Regions from separate parts of the Gossypium arboreum genome. Here region 2 is linked to region 1. A link is a contact called in public Hi-C data. All regions are on one chromosome and are shown on one strand. The core of a region is the stretch at or near the end of the contact, and the rest is flanking DNA. Distances in the headings are between cores, read along the strand shown. Region 1 holds the start of LOC108488709 (D-galacturonate reductase-like). Region 2 has its middle 19 kb from the start of LOC128290122.

What was found. A called contact is a pair of places that touch in the nucleus more often than the background predicts.
Region 2: a Hi-C map of leaf shows a contact between it and region 1, with 2.1 times the contacts expected there. The contact joins the enhancer-like site here to the promoter of LOC108488709 in region 1. A contact is called at or near these places in 2 of 5 Hi-C or Micro-C datasets (both in leaf).

Annotation. Positions count from the first base shown.
Region 1 is chr3:36,681,929-36,685,322 of ASM2569848v2, forward strand. LOC108488709 (D-galacturonate reductase-like) reads right to left here and starts at 1,493. Exons shown (of 4, transcript XM_017792999.2): 1 at 1,084-1,493; 2 at 727-970; 3 at 453-632; 4 at 3-334. The coding sequence starts at 1,406. The coding sequence ends at 131.
Region 2 is chr3:36,918,751-36,922,144 of ASM2569848v2, forward strand. No RefSeq gene overlaps it. Among protein-coding and RNA genes, the nearest start is that of LOC128290122, 19 kb to the right of the region's middle. Within about 2 kb of position 1,706, at least 2 of the 2 cell types and tissues checked have an H3K27ac peak or open chromatin away from gene starts, as enhancers often do. A contact at or near this core is called in leaf, where this site is marked.

The DNA.
Region 1 (3,394 bases), core at 243-2,742:
AATTTTGAGAATCAAACACCTTGGGAACTAAGAAATCTTTCATGTTTTGGGTCAAACACCCTCCAAAATCAAGTAAAGCTTAGCATATATTAATTGTAAACATGAAAATAAATGATCATCGTTCTTGATATCATAGCTGTGCCTCAAGCTCGGCGCTGGGCTCGATAAATGTACCGATGGAGTTAATTTTGCACTGGGGAAGAACTCTGATCTTCTCCAATTCTTCTACACTCAATGACCAATCAAATATTTCAAGGTTCTCCTCCATTCTCTTCTTGTTGAAGCTCTTTGCTATCACACTTGCCCCTTGCTCGTACACCCATCTTAGACAAATCTGCCATCTCTATTTATGTCAACCAACACTATTTATCTAATACATACTCATATTGTGTACTTGAAAAAAAAAAATCATTTCCAGCCACTAAAAATACAAGGAAAAGGGAAAAGTCCACCTGGGCAATTGTTTTCCCTTTGGCCTCAGCAATCTCTTTCAAAGCATGACAGTCGAAAATCCTGTTATCTCCCCACAACGTGCCCTTTGAGCCCAGAGGGGAATGAGCTGAAACATGAATACCCTTCGCCTTGCAGTACTCATTCAGCTCCTTTTGCTGCCAAAGAGGGTTCATCTCCACCTTTTAAACAAATTAAACAATTTATAATATCATATCCTGGTATCCATGTGTCACGCTTGGGTATTTGAAGAAAAATGAAGAGTCAATTGCTCACCTGGTTGACGGCGGGAGGGATTTTGGCCAAGGAAAGGATTTCTTCAAGCTTTCTCGAAGAGAAGTTAGAGACACCAATGACTTTGGTGAGACCCAGAAGTTGACACTCTTCCATGGCACTCCAAACTGTTTTGATATCAATAACAGATACTTCTTCTTTGGGAACCGGCAAACGACTCACCTTTTTGCTAAACTTTAGTGGCCAATGTATGAGATAAAGATCAAGATATTCTAGCTGAAGATTCCTGCAACACTCATAAAATTAGATATATATATATATATATATATGAAAAAAAAAATAAAGTGATTTGAAGGTTCAATTTATGGAGTTGTGCAAGGGTAAAAGTAAAACTACTACTCGAGACTCATTTTGATGGCGGGAATGACCAAGTCTGGCTCAGCATAAGTGCACCATAGTTTGGAAGTGATAAAGAGTTCATTCCGGGACTTGATGAGGCCAATGTTCAAGGCCTCAGCGATTGCTGCTCCAATTGGCTGCTCAGACCCATATATGAAAGCTGTATCAAAGTGGCGATACCCGGCTCTGATTGCCTCAACAATGGCTGATTTTAGGGTCCCTGCATCAACTGGTGGATACGAGGCTGTCCCCATGCCTATCACTGGCATGGTTAGCCCGCTAAAGGAGGAGACGACTGAAACGATTGGAACTTTATTCTCCATAATTTTTAGTTTATGATTACACTGTAAAGCTTAATGATTGAAAATCATCGCCTAAATAGTGTCCTAATCACACAGCATAATTACAGGATTTGCGGTATACACCGTTGATTTATTGGCTTAATTAAGGTATTGGTGTAACAAATTGTCTGGTGCAACCAACATCATCTGTTTCGTTCATTACGCGGAGCATTACCTTTGATGGACAATTAGGTTGGGTGTCTCCCATTTCAACATTGCTTTTGGAATTAAACAAGTGTCATTTCTAGCAAACTTTTATTACTTCTACTCAATGGGGGAAATGCACATCAAAGAAAATACAGCCATGCCTGCCACTGTTTTTTCTTCTGAAGTTATTAGGTAAATTAGAGATTATTTGTGGACAAAACAATTAAGTAAATTTAAGCTACAAACGTACAATCAAACCGATATCTACTATAACCATCCTTGTTGACCTGGGGTTATGGACCGAGTCAACCCATTATTCACCCGCCAACTTCCTTTGATTGATAAACCTTTAGTTTTAAAATTAGATTGTATTACTCTCTCCGCTGAATTAGTAGCCTCAAAAAATTATTTTGATGTTTTATATATATTTTTATTACTTTTATTCAATTCCACCGTTACTTTTGTTTGGAGTAACTTCGTTTTAATTAAAATATTAATTTTTTTTTAGAAAAAATAGAAATGCAAAAGAATACTTCAAAGGTAAAAAATACATGAATGAAAAAGGCTAGAAGCTACATGAATGAACTTGTTTTTTAGGGGTACATGAATGAACTTGTTAGAAGATTATGTCTCAAGTCTTTTCGGTTCGATTTTAGTTTCACTTTAGTTTTTTTTAATAATTAAGCTAAATCCATTAACTAATTTCTAATGATTTATATTTCGCCAGTTATTCGGTTTTTCCGAAAGTGTTTGATATTTTAAATTTTTTAATAATGTTTTAAGTTTAATTTTCATCTCTTTAACATAATTTCTAATATATTTATTTTAATAAATAAAAATAATTGAACTATTTATATGCTTTTAAGTTTTTCTATCACATAATTATAAATGGGTATCCAACTAATCATAAATTTTTTGGTCAAATTTTATGATGAGAAAATACCAATTCTAAAATTTGCACAATAATAATTTTGATCTTCAATTTTTATGTATTGTGTCAATTGACTGCATAAATTTCTTTTTTTCTTAAAAATTTCTTTAAAAATATTTTTTTAATTTATAAAATTGATCACCCACAAAATATTTTTAAAATTTACTTTATAAAAATAAATTTATTAATTTATATGAAAATAAATTACCTTTTACTCACTAAAATCCAGAAATTCCTAATATTTTTCTTTCAACATTTATCACTTTTCTCTCAAATTTCTTTTATTTTCCTCGCACACTCTCTAAAATTTTTACAAGATACTTAATTTACATTTCAACACTTTTAAGTGCGTCTCCCTAACTTTGATAACAAATCTTCTTTTCTTTACAAGATTTATTGATAATTTCTAAAATATTAACATTGTGGCTTTACTTGTGAAGGATTAGGATTTTTATGCAATATTTAATTTTTATAATTAAATGACTTTGAAATATTGATTTTGTATGAGATTCTTAACTTTTGATTTGATAATAACTTTTGGATTTGTATATAAATCCTTGAAGAAATTATGATTGATCGTATCTATATTCTTAAATCTTATAAATATTGATTAGAAATTTAACATTTTTGTTTAGAAATTGTTGTTGCTAGTAGGGTGAGCGTTCGATCGAATCGAATAAAAAATTTGAGTTAATCGAGTTGACAAATCATATTTTATCATCCTAACTCAATTTGAATTTTTCTCAAATCGAGTCAGAGTGAGATGGAATTCGAATCGAATATATTTGTTTGAATTAAATTAAAAAAATTACTTTGGGTCCTTGTAGCTACTACCACCCACCATAATCAACTTTGTTATTAACTTTCATCCCCTCGTAATTTATTTATTAGT
Region 2 (3,394 bases), core at 456-2,955, 240 kb after region 1:
ATGAAAAGGGTGTTGATAATATATCAAACGACGCCGCCAATAAAAAATAATACTTTACTTATAAAGGTTGTGTAGCGGCAGACCCTTTTAACCTGCCTTGTACTTATTTTATTTTATATTTTTAAAACAAATTTTTATATTTTATTAGTTTTATATTTATATTTTATAGTTTTTATAATTTTATTTTATTTAATAAAATGGATAAGTTGTTTTATTTTCATAATTCTATTTTTTTATAATTATAAAATTTGAAATATTTGAAATAATGACCAAATTAATAATTTTTGATAAAATTGAGGTAAAAATATTAGAATAAATTACTTAAATAATCACTTAAATTATTTAACAAGTTCCTATTTTGGTCTTCAAAAATAATTAAAAAAAGTGAAAGGTAGGTGAAAAGGGGTGTGGCTCCTTGGTTGGACACCCTTTTATAATTAAAATATTATTATTTATTATTTTATTTATTTTATTAAAATATTATATTTTATAAGTAACGTCGTTTGATACATTGATGATATCATTTTATTGCTCAAAATTGACTCATTCTCATAAATAATCTTTTATTTATAGTGGCTCCCTTGGTTTGACACCCTTTCTTTCTTTTTGTTTTATTAATGTAAAAACCCCCAAAGTAAAAATTATAAAAGGAGATTAAAATTTTACTTTACAATTTTGTTAAATGATAAAATTTTATTAATTGTTTTTAATTTTTTATGAAATGGGATTTGAATATTTTAATTTAATTATTTTATAATTTTAAAAATAAATTAATAAAAATATTATTTTTGATATTTAAACATATTTAAATAAAGAAAATTTTCCTGTATATTGCACAGGGGATATAATGAGCAATTAAAAATTTAAAAAGAAAATAGAGAGCTCCGTAGGACGCAAATATCCATGGGTTTACGTTACAAAGAGAAACATCCCTCCGTCGCACACCATGGCATTGTTTCCACACAATACGGCACCAAACTTGACTGCCTCCCCCAAAGGAGACCTTACTTCATTCTTCCTAATCGCGTAATTTCTCTGCATATCATACTAATTAACCTGATGATCTCTGAAGAGTGTTTTATAACTGCTGTTTTAACCCAAACAATTCAGTACCAGTACCAACCCAGTTACTTGTAAATATATTAAACATGTTTAAATTAAATGTATCGTTTTTCGTGCTGTGTTTTTCTGTATCCTTATATGAAGAGTGGAAAGAAATTGAAGCATAAACAACAGACTATAACAACATACCTAATCACAAAAGGTTCTGTTAAATACTAATCCAAACAGTTTGGCCGACATTCTCGGGCTTGTTAATTGTTAATTGGCCGACATCTTAAGGAATATATATACGTGTGTGATGCTTAAATGGCATTTAATAATAATACAATATACCCTCAAAAAATCCAAATATGAGATTAGCTTTTTTTATGAAATTAAAGTCAGAGTGTGTTTCATTTATTATATTTATACCTACCCGTATTTATATACTACTACTTATTTCCCAAATTTGGCTTCCTTGTCCTTATGCAGTTGTCTGTTTTACACAGAGCGAAGACAAAATCTTAAGAAGGGTGAGCAGTATGGTGGTGGTTAGGTCAATTCATGTCTCGAAAAAGTCCATGGAGTTGACCCCACTCCGCTTCATTTTTATGAATCCATCAGTCGTATGAAAGGTAGCCATATCAGAAAGCTTTGCAGCATTGCCCTGGAAAGACCTTAAGAAGATGCAGACACTTTGTGGAGCTTTATTTACTTATTAAATTCACTCCTTGCTTTGTAATATGAGTTGTTGGTTTCTACAAATTGCTTTTGAACAATTAATGTCTGTGTGTCAGGAATGGAATCTGGATAGCAACCAGATACACACAAAGCTGCTGCCTGCCTGCCTGGTTTCTTTTGAGAAAAATGGTGATGGTGATGATGAGAGGTCTATGTGTTGCTGATCTAGGCATTATTAACGAAAATGACTTTTACCAACTAATAATTGAGGACAACAAGTCAAATGTGTTAGTCCTTTCATTTGATTGATGGTAGCTATACATATGCGTAGAAACGAATAACTCCATAATGCAAAAGTTAGATGGTTTAAATTCCTTGAATGGGTACATAACCCACACTGACATCACCAGCAGCTCAGCATGAGAAAAGAGTTTCACATCATAGGAAATACTTGAATTGGATGCTCTACTCATATTTCTTACCTTAATCCCTTCTTTACTTTCCATGGAAGATCCTTCAACGTTGACGAACATTAACTAATATGGAGGACCAGCTAAGCAAGTTTACTGCATAAATCTTTTCTCCTTTCAAATCCCTCCAAACAAGATAATAGATTCTATCAACTAAGTAGATGATTTTGTTATAGATATGATATGGATAAGACTCGAATAGGGTTAGTTCAAACTGTTTCAAGAAACTATATTGTCTGCCTGCATTTGGATTGTTCGGCCATAATGATGAATGATAATAAACAGCTCCCAAATCACTGTGTCCTGTGATTAAGACCATTTGAGAAAAGAGAAATCAAACCCCCCCTGCCATTGTCAAAAGTCGGTTCTTTCTTTCACCACAGATTCTATGCCTCGTTAATTTATTTAATGGTGATAAGGCCTTTTGAGGGGGGCTCACCACACCACTCACTTTACCTATACCGTCGCCAGTCGCTTCTGCAAAAATACTGAATGTGAAAAAGATTCAGTCGTTGGTGTACAACTCTGAATCCCAAGAAAATCTTTAATATGAAATTAATTAATTCTGCTTATATTTCCTTGGGAATGGGACTTCTAACAAGTAAAACGTGCATTCAGCAAGGAACGTGTCAGTTATTATTTATCTACCTTCAACCTCAGTAAAATATATAGAAAAAAGAATAACATTCACCGAAATTTCTAAAATGTCGACAGGTTTTTCAATGAGTTGGGTGAAAATTTTGTCTCAAGTGATAGAATAGTTGTCGTAAGTGTGTTATATATTGTAAGACACGAATCTAAATTTTATAATGTGTGAATGTTGTAATTTTCTTAATAGGTGATCTTGTGCTCATGCACGGTTCACCTCTTCAAACACTTAAATGAGGTATTTTCATTTTATTAAATTTATCATATCTTCAAGCATTTGAGTTTTGAACTTCCATCGAAACAATACTAGCTCATTAACATTGGATAACAATTCAAAAACTTCTTATATATGAAATTTGTGAAATTTTAATTATTAAAATAAACAGGTTACAATGAAAGTATAAATTTCTATTTGGAAAGACAAGGAAACTATTAATTGAAATATGTCATTCATGGTGAAACTTAAAAGTCAAAGTTTCCAAAGTTTCCCGTCAAGCTTTTTTTTTTAGCAAAATTCCCGTCAAACTTAATTGAGGTCATTTGGGTTTATTTTT